Linked DNA regions of Bactrocera dorsalis: region 2 is linked to region 1. Evidence: chromatin contacts called from public Hi-C data. All regions are on one chromosome and are shown on one strand. The core of a region is the stretch at or near the end of the contact, and the rest is flanking DNA. Distances in the headings are between cores, read along the strand shown.

Evidence for each region. Hi-C and Micro-C count contacts between places; a contact is called where the count stands out from the background.
Region 2: a contact with region 1 is called in a Hi-C map of whole body, with 2.2 times the contacts expected there. The contact joins the promoter of LOC105232170 here to the enhancer-like site in region 1. A contact is called at or near these places in 2 of 2 Hi-C or Micro-C datasets (both in whole body).

Annotation. Positions count from the first base shown.
Region 1 is chr4:7,462,868-7,468,477 of ASM2337382v1, forward strand. LOC105232169 (abnormal cell migration protein 10) reads left to right here. Exons shown (of 3, transcript XM_011213794.4): 2 at 1,400-2,417; 3 at 2,477-5,610. The coding sequence ends at 4,746. Among protein-coding and RNA genes, the nearest start is that of LOC105232169, 32 kb to the left of the region's middle. Within about 2 kb of position 3,949, the one cell type or tissue checked has open chromatin away from gene starts, as enhancers often do.
Region 2 is chr4:7,505,620-7,511,929 of ASM2337382v1, forward strand. LOC105232170 (vitellogenin-1) reads left to right here and starts at 1,730. Exons shown (of 3, transcript XM_011213795.4): 1 at 1,730-2,013; 2 at 2,070-2,452; 3 at 2,514-3,290. The coding sequence starts at 1,782. The coding sequence ends at 3,215.

The DNA of each region.
Region 1 (5,610 bases), core at 2,699-5,198:
AGCTGCGGTATAGAATTAAATTTAAAAATAAACTCAAACTTTGACTTTGAAATGCGTGTTCAAGTGGCAAACTGGTTGTATCGGCGGCATAGCCTGTGTGTGAGAGCACAATGTATGCGCATATGTGTATATGCTTATGCAATGCAACAACTGCGGGTGTAACGCATTTACATATGGATGTAGGTTGGTTTGTTGTTGTTGGCGGTGACATTTCCAGCTAGCCGCCGGATGTTATTGTAATAGCAGTAACAACAATATGCATAACAAAGGCTTGCAAATGACCTTGACTGGGTGGAAGTGAGACGCGCAGTGTAATATTTGTGTTTGTTTTTGGTTGAAAAAGGGTGTTTTAGCTTTTTTTTAGCTTTTTTGCTTTGTTTGTGCTTTTAATTAATTGAAAGGTGTATTTATTTGCATATGAAATGTTTTGAAGTGATTAATTTGCATATGTATGAAGTTTATATTTGCATAAATATGGATGTATGTATGTAGGAATATACATAATTTTGTATGGCTCGCGCGCGCTTGCAATCAAAAAAATTAATTAGTGAGAGCATAAATTAGCGGGGAGATGTTATGATAAAAAAAAATTAAAAATGCAGAAATTTAAGGAAAATAATAAAAAAACAGAAATTGTATTGAGAATAAAAATAAATATTTTAAACATATAATGCAAATATCAAAAATAGCAATTATAATACTAAAAATATTTAAAAAATGTGTTTAAAAATATATTTAAATATTAATAATAATTAAATAATATATAAATATGTATGTACATAAATACATAATAAAAAATAAAAAAAAATAAATTTGATTAAGAAAATAAATAAATAAATAAATAAATATATAAAATAGTAAAAAGCAATTTTTAAACTTCAATAATAAAAAATTACGAATTATTGGAATAAATATATTAACCGATATTAATAATTTTTTTTAAACAATTCGGTAATTAAATATTAAAAAAAACGAAAAAAATTAATTAAAGTTATTGATATACATATAATAAATACAAAACGGATAAAATAATTAAATATAAAAATTTTAAGAAAAGATAAATACGTTGATATTTGTATGCAAGTATGTACATATTTATGTATGTATAACGCAGTTATTGGATTAAAGTCAAATTTGTTAATTGATGCCGACTAAAAAATGTATGGCTAACTACGCAGATTTAAATAAACCATTTTTCGTGAAATAAGTCAAATGCAAATCCACTACCAAAAGAAAATGAAAGTTGTTGATCTATATTGCAAAAAGCTGCAATATAGTGCAGATTATGCAAATTGGTACAATTCATCACTCAATGAATTATATAAATAAATTAATTTTTGTGCCGTCGCCACCTTTCACTCGCCAACTAACATGTCTTTCACTTTACTCTCGCCTACAGATTAGAAGTCTCACGCAATTAGCTTCGAGCGGCAGCCCATTGCGGCGCGAAAACACCTTCACATCGGTCACAGCCCAACAAGTGACAGTCTTATCGTCGTCGCCATCGTCTACGGCGGCGGCGATACAAACTGCGGCAGCCATTAAGCTGCGCAAGTACAGCGATCGTTGTCTGACCACAGCCGAGGCCAAATCGCACACCTACCGCATCTCGATGGCCAATTTGGAGGAGACACAAGAGTCTGAACTGGACATGATATTGGGCGAGCTGAGCTTATTGGAGGCGCAAATTAATTGCGGTGATGCTGCCTTTCTACCCGGTTGCGGTGTGCCTGGACCGCAGCAGCATGTAAATCAAACAAGCGGCCTGCATATGGGCACAGCACCGCCAACACGCACACATTCGCGCACAAATTCCACCATATCAGGTGCCACAACTATTTCGCTATCCGGTTCGTCGGAGTGCGGCAGCAGTGCCACCACGCATTCGTTGGCCTCCTCTTCGGGCGTTTCGGAGAACGGACAGAGTAGCGTGGGCAGTGGCGGTAGCGTGAGCAGTGTGATGGGTGTCACTATGGTTGGTGTGGGTGGCGGTGTGGTGGGCATGATGCGGGAGCCGCGCACTGAGTCGCCGGACAATGATTCCGCTTTCAGTGATACGGTATCGCTTTTGTCCAGCGAGTCGTCCGCCTCGAGCAGCGCTAGCTCGGCGCTACATCACAAGCAAATGCAGCAGTTGCAGCAGCAACAGCAGCTACAGTATATGCAACAACAGCTGAGCGGCACTACGTTGAGCAGCAGCAAGGCGGCCAAGATACAGTTGGCGCTGCACAAGTTGGAGCATCCATCCATACGCAGATTGTTTGTGAAGGCGTTTACCTCGGATGGCGCTTCGAAGTCACTATTGGTGGATGAGCGCATGACATGTGGTCACGTGACACGCTTGCTGGCCGATAAGAATCACGTGCACATGCAGGCCAATTGGGCGTTGGTGGAGAACTTGGGCGATCTGCAAATGGGTGAGTACTTGTGTAATTTGGGTCGCGAATTTCTTTTACCGTTAATTTGTTATTTCCAGAGCGTCTCTTCGAGGATCACGAACTGTTGGTGGACAATTTAATGACTTGGAATTCGGATGCGGGCAATCGTGTGCTTTTCCAGCAGCGCAGCGACAAGGTATCGCTTTTCGCCAAACCCGAAATCTACTTGCCGGGCCCACAAATGGCGCCTGGCAGTCAACATGATGAGCATACACGCGCCATGTTGTTGGAGGAGTTCTTCGAGACCAACTCACAGCTGCAGGTAGATGGTCCACTATATATGAAAGCCGATTCGAAGAAGGGCTGGAAACGTTATCACTTCGTGTTGCGCTCTTCCGGTCTCTACTACTTTCCGAAAGAGAAAACGAAGAATACACGTGATTTAGCTTGTCTCACGCTCTTCAATGGCTACAATGTGTATCGCGGTTTGGGTTGGAAGAAGAAATGGAAGTCGCCCACGGACTATGCGTTCGGCTTCAAGTCAGCCGTTGATTCGTCATTGGGTAAGACATGTCGTACATTGAAAATGCTGTGCGCCGAAGATTTGGAGACGATGGAGAAGTGGATCACGGCCATACGCATTTCGAAATACGGCAAACAGCTGTGGGATAGCCACAAAACACTTATGGATGATCTCAGTTTGGGTGATGTGATGTCACAGAGCAGTTTCGGCGTGTCGATGCGCAGCGAATCGATTAGCAGCATCTCATCGGCTGTTCCTTCACAGTGCGGTAGCGTCTCCTCTGCCGTTTCGAGCATGTCCAATTCGAGCGGACGCGTTTCGCGCGCCTCCTCATCTTCGTCAAGTGGCTGCCTTTCGGACGACAACAACGGCTTCGACTCTGAATTCACCACGGGCACCATCAAGCGTAAACCTTCGATGAAACCGAATCTACCGTTGACTACTATGACGCGTCAGCTGAAGGAAGTCGGTGAAATTACTATTTGTGAAGGCAGTGGCGCTGATGTGCAGGACGCCACCTCGCCTGAGCGCAGCGGCACGTTAACACGTCGACACAGTCGCCGCAAATCGCAAGAGAGCAACGGTAGCGGTACACTAAAGCGGCGCCAGCCCACAGCGGCTGTGGCCAAACGCGGTTCGGCCGAAAGCATGAACGCAACCGCTTGCAATTCATCTGGTTCCTCCAATTCGACACCGACGCCAACGCCCAGCATTTGCACCAAACCGCTGTTGGAATATGAAGCGTCGCGCGCCACACCCGTTAACGATGTGCCCGGCGTCACAAATTGCATGTCCTCATCAACACTCTCGCTAGACTCGCTGCCGCCACCACCACCGCCGCCGCCGATTACCGATGAACACGAGATATATGGCTCACAGCTGTCGTTGGTCTCATTGCCACCGCCGCCGCCACCAGAAGACGTCATGGTATATCCACAGCCGCCACAGGAATACGCGTGTGCTGGTGGTGTTAAGTCGAACGGCATGCCGCCGGCGGTGCCTGCGAAGCCGCAAAAATCGCAGCAAACGCCGGTCAAGGGACCCGCGCCACCCTACAAGGCGCCACCAGAGTACGTGGGGCAAGCGCACACTCAGCATATGAACAATAGCAACAACAACAGTGGTATTAATGCTGCTGCGGCCGCTGGTCTGCCACCGCCACCACCACCAACGAATACCGGCACACAAAAGAAAGTCTCCTTCGCCGATTCGCCAGTGTTGTTGCGTCGCAAAATGTGCTCCCCCGAGCCGCCCGTGTGTGTAATGCAAATGCATGCACAACCCATTTATGGTTATGCGCCTTGTCCGCTGCCACCGCCACGCGCTGATATGACGCGTCTTTCCACGAACTCCTCGAACTGTAGTTCCATCGACTTTGGCTCACCGAAGCGCCTGCAGGAGTCCACCTCGAATCCGCCGCGCGACTTTCTCAAGGATCTGCAGCGCGTAATGCGCAAGAAATGGCAAGTGGCGCAGAAGTGCAAACTGGAACCGGCTACAACGCCGCACGAAGTGCTCGGCTTTCGTGATTTCAACGATGAGTTGCACAATTTGAATGCTTCCGCCACCACACACTACTACCGCGAGACGGCCAATGTGAGTAATTGGGTGCAGGAACATTATGGCGCAGGCGCACCACCGCCGCCGCCGAGCGAGTATGCGCTCTACGAAAATTTACATGCGAATGATGCGCCGAACGGCATGGGCGGCACAGCGGTCATGATGGAACCACAATTCCCTATGAGCGGCACGGCGGTGGCTGCAGCAGCGGCACAACGCAAGAAGCGGCCACCGCCACCACCACCCAAACGCAGCGATTCGACGCAGCTGACGCATAGGGTTTAGGGATGTGGCGGAGGCCAACGTCGCCGGCATTGGTTTCTGTGCGGTTGGTAAAATATGGCACTGAGGCGGCTGCCTAAACGCCTGCTAGTGTTGCAAAGTGCGAGCGAAAAAGCGAGAACGTAGCGTATATGAGCGCCGAAAAGGTGGAGAGATTTATGTGTTATGCTTAGGTAGGGTTCAGAACCTGTGTCTGCTGCGCGGCCAGTTGCTAAGCGAATTGCGGCGGCAATGGACACAAAATATGTCCTTTTTATGTAGTTTATAATTCAGCTATATATAAAATTAACAAATTTTTATATATATTTACATGCTTATACATAAATACATATAGTATGGACGTCTAATACTTAAGATTTACATACATACGGGCATACATGCTTTAGCGTAAAGCGAGTTTTCGCGCAAAATTTTTTAGGTTAAGATAACAAAACGCTACTTAAATGCTTTCAAAATGTCTACGCCTAGGAATTGTACAATATGCCATACTACTTTATTGAAGGAAAAAGGGGAAGGTAATTTGCAAAGTGGGGCACTTAGTAATGCATCTATAAAATAAGCTAAGAAATTTTCAAAAAAAAATATGTCTCATTTGAATCATAAAAGGATAGCGCATTGCATTTTTTACAAAATCATAATTTTTTGCAAACTCTACACAACTCTCCACACAATTTATTGGATATAAAAATGCAAGTATGCGTAAAAGCGCTTAAGCAAATGCGTGTAAATGCTAAAGAATAAGATTTGCGAAACTCTACACAACTCTCCACACGCTTTTTAACTAAAAAATTTCAAATATACGCAGAAAACACTATGATATAAGTTTTTCAAAACTCTACGCAACTCTCCACACGCTTTTTAACTAAT
Region 2 (6,310 bases), core at 480-2,979, 41 kb after region 1:
ATTAATTTTTTATAAAATTTTATTTTTAATTAATTTTTTATAATTTTTTAAAAATTAATTTAAATTTAATTTAATTTATTTAAAATTAACAAAATTATTTAAAGTAAACTAAAAAATTCTTTTTAAAAAATTGAATTTAATTAAAAAAATTAAATTAAAGTAAAAAAATAGTACTTCTTATTTTTTATTTAATTTACTGATGTTAATTTTATTTAACTTTATAAAAAATTAATATAATAATTAAATTATGTAAAAAACGCACAACTTAATTATTAAAAAAAATATATATTTTAAATTAAAATAAAAAAAATTAACTTAAAAAATATTAAAATATTTAAATTAAAATATTAAAATTATTTACCTAAATTATAATATTTTACTTTAATTAAAAAAAAATTTTAAAAAAATATTTAAATTAAATTACAAAAATATTTAAATAATTAAATTAAAAATAAAAAAGCACACTTAAAAATATTAAAGTTACCATAATAAAATTATTTACCTTAATTATAATATTTTTTTTAATTAAAGAAAAATTTAAAAAAATATTTAAATTAAATTACAAAAATATTTAAATAATCAAATTAATTAAAAAAAAAAATAAAAAAATACACTTAAAAATATTAAGTTACCATAATAAAATTATTTACCTTAATTATAAAATTTTTTTTAATTAAAGAAAAAATTAAAAAATTATTTAAATTAATTTACAAAAATATTTAAATAATTAAATTAATTAAAAAAAATTAAAAAATGCACTGAAAAATATTTAAATTACAATAATAAAATTATTTACCTTAATTATAATATTTTATTTTAATTACAGAAAAAAATTAAAAAATTATTTAAATTAAATTAGAAAAATATTTCAAAAAATATTTAAATTTATATAAAAAAATTTTGCCTAATTATAACATATTTTGAATTCAAGCAAAAGTTAAAAAAATTAAAAAAAAATTATTTAAATTAAATTATTTAAAAAAATTATTTGTTATTGAATTTTATAATTTTATTAAATATAATTTTCTTCTAATCATTTTTAACTATTTATTTAAAATTTTTTATAGAAAGATATTATATGTATTTGTTTTATAAAAATTGTTTATATATTAAATCATAGATCATATACATATATTTTAATTTAAATAAAAGATTTATTTTAAATCAAAATAATTATTTTTCAAAAGACTTCTCAATGATATTTAATTTAAAAAGGAAAATATTTAAATATTAAAAAAAAAAATATTTTGCCAATAATCATCATTAAGTGACACGTTTCATCCTACTAATCAATTAATAGCTTCGACTGATAACACGAGCTTGCATATACATACACACACACTGACGCACAGCACGTCAGCGAATAGATTACAACTAGTACTACTTATAAACCCTTCTAATCACCGACCCTTACGCCTAGCACGCTAATCTACAGTTGCTTTCACCGTTGGATACGGCTGATCTTGGCAAAACAGCGTAGCGCCTCCAACGCCGCCGTGCCGACAGACACTTCGGCAATATTGCAATTCAGCAAAAACAAAAGTAACAGCGAAAAAAATTTAACTAAGGCGACTCAAGGTGCGGTCAATGCACTGCCGCTGACGATTATGTAAACTAAATTGTTGCATAAAAATATTAACCGTTAATTTGTTGTAATAATTCAATTAACTGCAAAGTTTCTGACGCTCGAGCGCAATGCTGAGTCCAAGCGTTTTTCATATAAAAACAGCGTGCAAACGAGGCGATAGCACAGTTCGCACTGAGTTGCACCCGTGAGCAATATGAAGCTAGTGAAGACATTCGGTTTGTTGGTTTTAATAGTTAGCGCTGTCAGCGCTGGCCATAAGCATGGCAATCACGGCAGCGGCAATACACAAGTGTCGAGCAATCTCAGGCCAACCAGCTGGCTGTTGGTGCAGGAGTTGCAATCTTTGCCCTCAGGGGAGGATATGAGCTTACAACAGTTGGAGAACATGTCGGTGCAGGAAGGAGAGCGTTTGATTGGGAAAATTTGTAAGTAGTTGGCAATGCTAGTAGTCATAATAATTCATACAACTACTATTTTGCAGATCATCTGTTCAAAATCAATCACAACATGAGCCCAAGCTACGTGCCCAGTGCCAGCAATGTTCCCGTGGTCTTCGTCAGACCTAATGGACAGAGCGTGGAGACCAACCTCAACGAACTGGTGACGAAAGCCAAGCAACAGCCCAACTTCGGCAACGAGGAGGTGACCATCTTCATTACCGGACTCCCACAGACCAGTCCAGCCGTCGCCAAGGCCAACAAGAAGCTGGTGCAAGCTTACATGCAACGCTACTACGGACAACAGCAGCCAGTGAATGCCAACAACCAGGATTATGAGTCTAATGAGCGTCAGCAAGCCACTTCCAGCGAAGAGGACTACAGCGAATCGTGGAAGCAGCAAAAATCGAACAGAGGCAATCTTGTCGTAAGTTTTCTACTCGCCGAAACCTTAGCTTCGTCCAAAAAGTTTTCCTTCTTCTCTATAGATCATCAAATTGGGCGCTGTCTTGACGAACTTTAAACGCTATGCTTTGCTCGATGTCGAACAAACCGGCCAAATGATCGGCAAGACGCTCGTCCAACTTACCGATGAGGCTGATGTGCCACAGGAGATCATCCATTTGATTGGTCAAGGTATTGGCGCACAGGTCGCCGGTGCTGCTGGTCGTCAATACAAGCGCTGGACTGGTCATCAATTGCGTCGCATTACCGCTTTGGATCCCGCCAAGATCTTCGCCAGCAACAAGAATGTTTTGAGCGGTTTGGCGCGTGGTGATGCCGATTTCGTCGATGCCATACACAGCAGCACCTGCGGCATGGGCACACGCCAACGTGTCGGCGATGTTGATTTCTACGTCAATGGTCCAGCCTCTGCTGCGCCAGGTGCTGACAATGTCGTCGAGGCAGCTATGCGTGCTACACGCTACTATGCCGAGTCGGTGCGTCCCGGAAATGAGCGCAACTTCGCTGCTGTGCCAGCCAGTTCGATGCAGCAGTATGAGAGCAATGAGGGTTATGGCAAACGCGCTTACATGGGTATTGCGGCTCAGTACGATTTGAAAGGCGATTACGTGCTCAATGTGAATGCTAAGAGTCCTTTCGGCCGGAGCGCTCCAGCTCAGAAACAAGGCTCTTATCATGGTTTGCATCAGGCATGGCGTAGCGACAAGAGGAACAGTCAAAACTAAGGCGCTTGACGACACTGTCTGGTTGAGAAATATCTGTGACCTTTAGTAACCTCAAAATTTTTGTACTTTTATATACTAATCTCTCGGAAAATAAATGGAATTAAAAAAAATTACAAAATGCGTTTATAATGTTATTTAGGACTGGAGACGTAGGTCTACTTAAGATGCCTTCTGAGGTAAGTGGGCGACTGAGATAAATTTTGTTTGAGGAAGGCAATTTTCATCATTTCGAGATATGTCTGAAAAAGGACAGAGGTCTCTTTATTTTAATTTGATAGGAAAATAATAAAAAACAACTTTTTGTTACTTTGAAAATTTATAAAAAATATTTTGAAATGTATTTTCGGAAAAGAAAAAAAAATTATTTATTCGAATTTTCGAAAAAAAAAATTTCGAACATGAATTAAGAAAATTAATTTTTTATTTTTGTTACTTTCAAAATATATAAAAATATTGTGAATTTTTTTTAATTAAAAAAAAAAAGTTTCGAGTTTTCGGAAAAAATATTTGGAACAAGAATTAAAAAAATAATTTTTTTTTCGAAAAATAATTAAAAGAATAAGTTTTTCGAATATTCCAAAAAAAATCGAATAACAATTAAAAAAATAATAATTTTTGTTTTTTTTTGCTTTGAAAATATATAAAAATTTGTTTTTTATTTTCGAAAAATAATTAATAAAAAAAATTAAAAAAAAATTTTTGAGCAAGAAATTAAAAATTAAACTTTTTTCGAAAAAGAATTAAAAAACTACAATTTTTGAAATTTCGAAAAAATTAAAAAAATAAATTTTTGAAAAAAAAAATAAATTTTTGAAAAAAAAGAAATTATATCTAAACATTACTTCGCACTCCAAAAAAGTTTCATGGTTCTTACATAACCCTTTTCCTTGTATTTCTGCAACATTAAATTACATTTTCTAAGCTCATTTGTCACAGCGTTGCCTACTTTCAGGCACCAACTGCTGCGCTTAAAATTGTCTAATGCAAATCTGACCTGCCAACGGCATATGTGGTTAAGCTGCGCATAAACAAATTTCCACAAATGCCACAGCTGCCAAAAACACGCACAAAAATAAGCAGAAACAATAACAAATACACACAAACACAACTACAAGTTAAAACCCAAACTAATTTATTTCGACACCACAAGCCCATAGAGAGAGCAAGCTGACCAATGCAACGGCGCGCAGGAAATGAAAGTAAGCCCTTTCAGCCTAAGTCAGACGCAATTGTGTCTGCGAAAATCCTGGGCATTATTATTATTATTTTATTTATGATTATTATATTTTTTGCAACACACACTTTTTTATGGATATTATCCTTTACTGCCGCACGGCTGTTTCTTATTATTAACAATGCGCTGTTGTTGTTTTTGTTGTGCGGTGAATTTTCATTATTGTACGTGGTAGCTAGCCGGACACGCGCGCCTGCGTGCGCCTAAGCGTGTGTGTAGGCTTAAAGAAGTGTGTGTGTGTGTGAATGCGTTTATGTGTGTGTGCCGTTAAAGGGTTGCTGCCTCGACAGACGCTTTCCAGCCTACTTTGGCAGTTGGGCTATTTTCTTTACATTACTTGCAGCGCCGCTACTAACACACACGCATAACGGTGCCGCAACGCCCACCCTTGACCGAGGCGGTGGAAAAGTGTCCACCTCGCTGGCGTCGGCTGCTGCTAATGTTTTATTTTTTATGTTTATTGCTTTTTTTCTTAACTCTCTGGTAACTCTTGGGCATTTTCATATACAGAGTAAGCCTCACGCCATTTCACACCCACCCTTTTGCTTGACCGCTGCCTGCTGTGCCACTGCTGTTGGCGCTGCTTTACTATCACTGGTCACTCTCGGGCCGCTCGTTTGGGTTCACTCGGTTGTAGCGCAGCAGTAGCGCTCGCCGCTGCCGCCTCCTCAATTGTCCTTACGCACTTTGGCTTGTCCAACGAAAGGGTTCAGTTTCTCTGTCCGTTTTTTACTTTGCAGTTTGCGTATATTAAAAGGCGTCTTTGCTCTCGAGCAGCCTGCTGTCACCAGCTTATCGGCCACCAGCGTCCAACACTTTCTGCATATTTGCTTTGTGTCCAGTTGTGTCCTTCGAAATTTCTGCCACCCATCGAACATTTTATGTGTTGTTGGCGTTGTTGTTGTTGTTGCTTTTGTTGTTATATCTGCTTTTATTATAGCAGTGTGTAGTTATTGTTGTTGTAGGTTATTTAGTTTTTGTTGTTTTCATTGTTGTTGTGGGTTATTCAATTGTTGTTGTGTTTATTGTTGTTGTCGTTAAATTTGGGCTTGTTGTTTTTATTGTTGTACTTGATTTTTGTTGTTGTTATGTTTTCATATTGTTGTTGTTTTTTGATCTTGTTGTTGTTGTTGTTGTATTTGTTTTTGTATTTTACTCCTTTTGTTGTTGTAATTTGTTTTTGTTGCAGTTATAGCGTTTTGTTACTTTTTTAATACTTTACGAGCAGCAGTTGTCCTGTGCTTGGCTGTGCTGTGGACTTTCTTGCTTTCGCTCTGGCACTCGCTTTCTTTTCTCGCTCGCTCGTTTCTATCTCTCTTTCTAGCAACCGTTCACAAGTTCGCTTTTATGTGTTTCCTTATCGAAATTCGACAGTCCTGTGTCCGTTTCCATTTGCCTACTTTGTATCTTTCTTTATATATTTTTTATTTTTTTTTACATTTTTCCCTTTATACCCCTTTTCTTATACTCCTGTTCTCTTTTATATAATATATGTTTTAGTTTTTTCTTGCATATTTTCCATTTTTTATTTTCTGTACATTTTTTTTGCGAAAATTCTAAATTGAGTTGCGTTTCTTACGCATTTCTGACAGCTTGCAGTTTCTTCGCTTGCTGGCGTCCTTTTTACTCCTTGGCGACGTCTTAGGGTCATTCTTGGCATATCGATCGTCTTGGCACTACTGCCCTGAATGACCGTAAGCGGCAGCTGCAAGGTGTACTTGGCTTGCGAGTAAATTGTGTTATTGAAAATATGCTTTAATGTGCCTGTAGATAGGAGGATTAGCAAGGATTTTGGCTTTAAGAAGGATAAGAAAGAAATTTAATTCAAGAAAATGCTTTATTTCTTACTACCAAGCAGTAA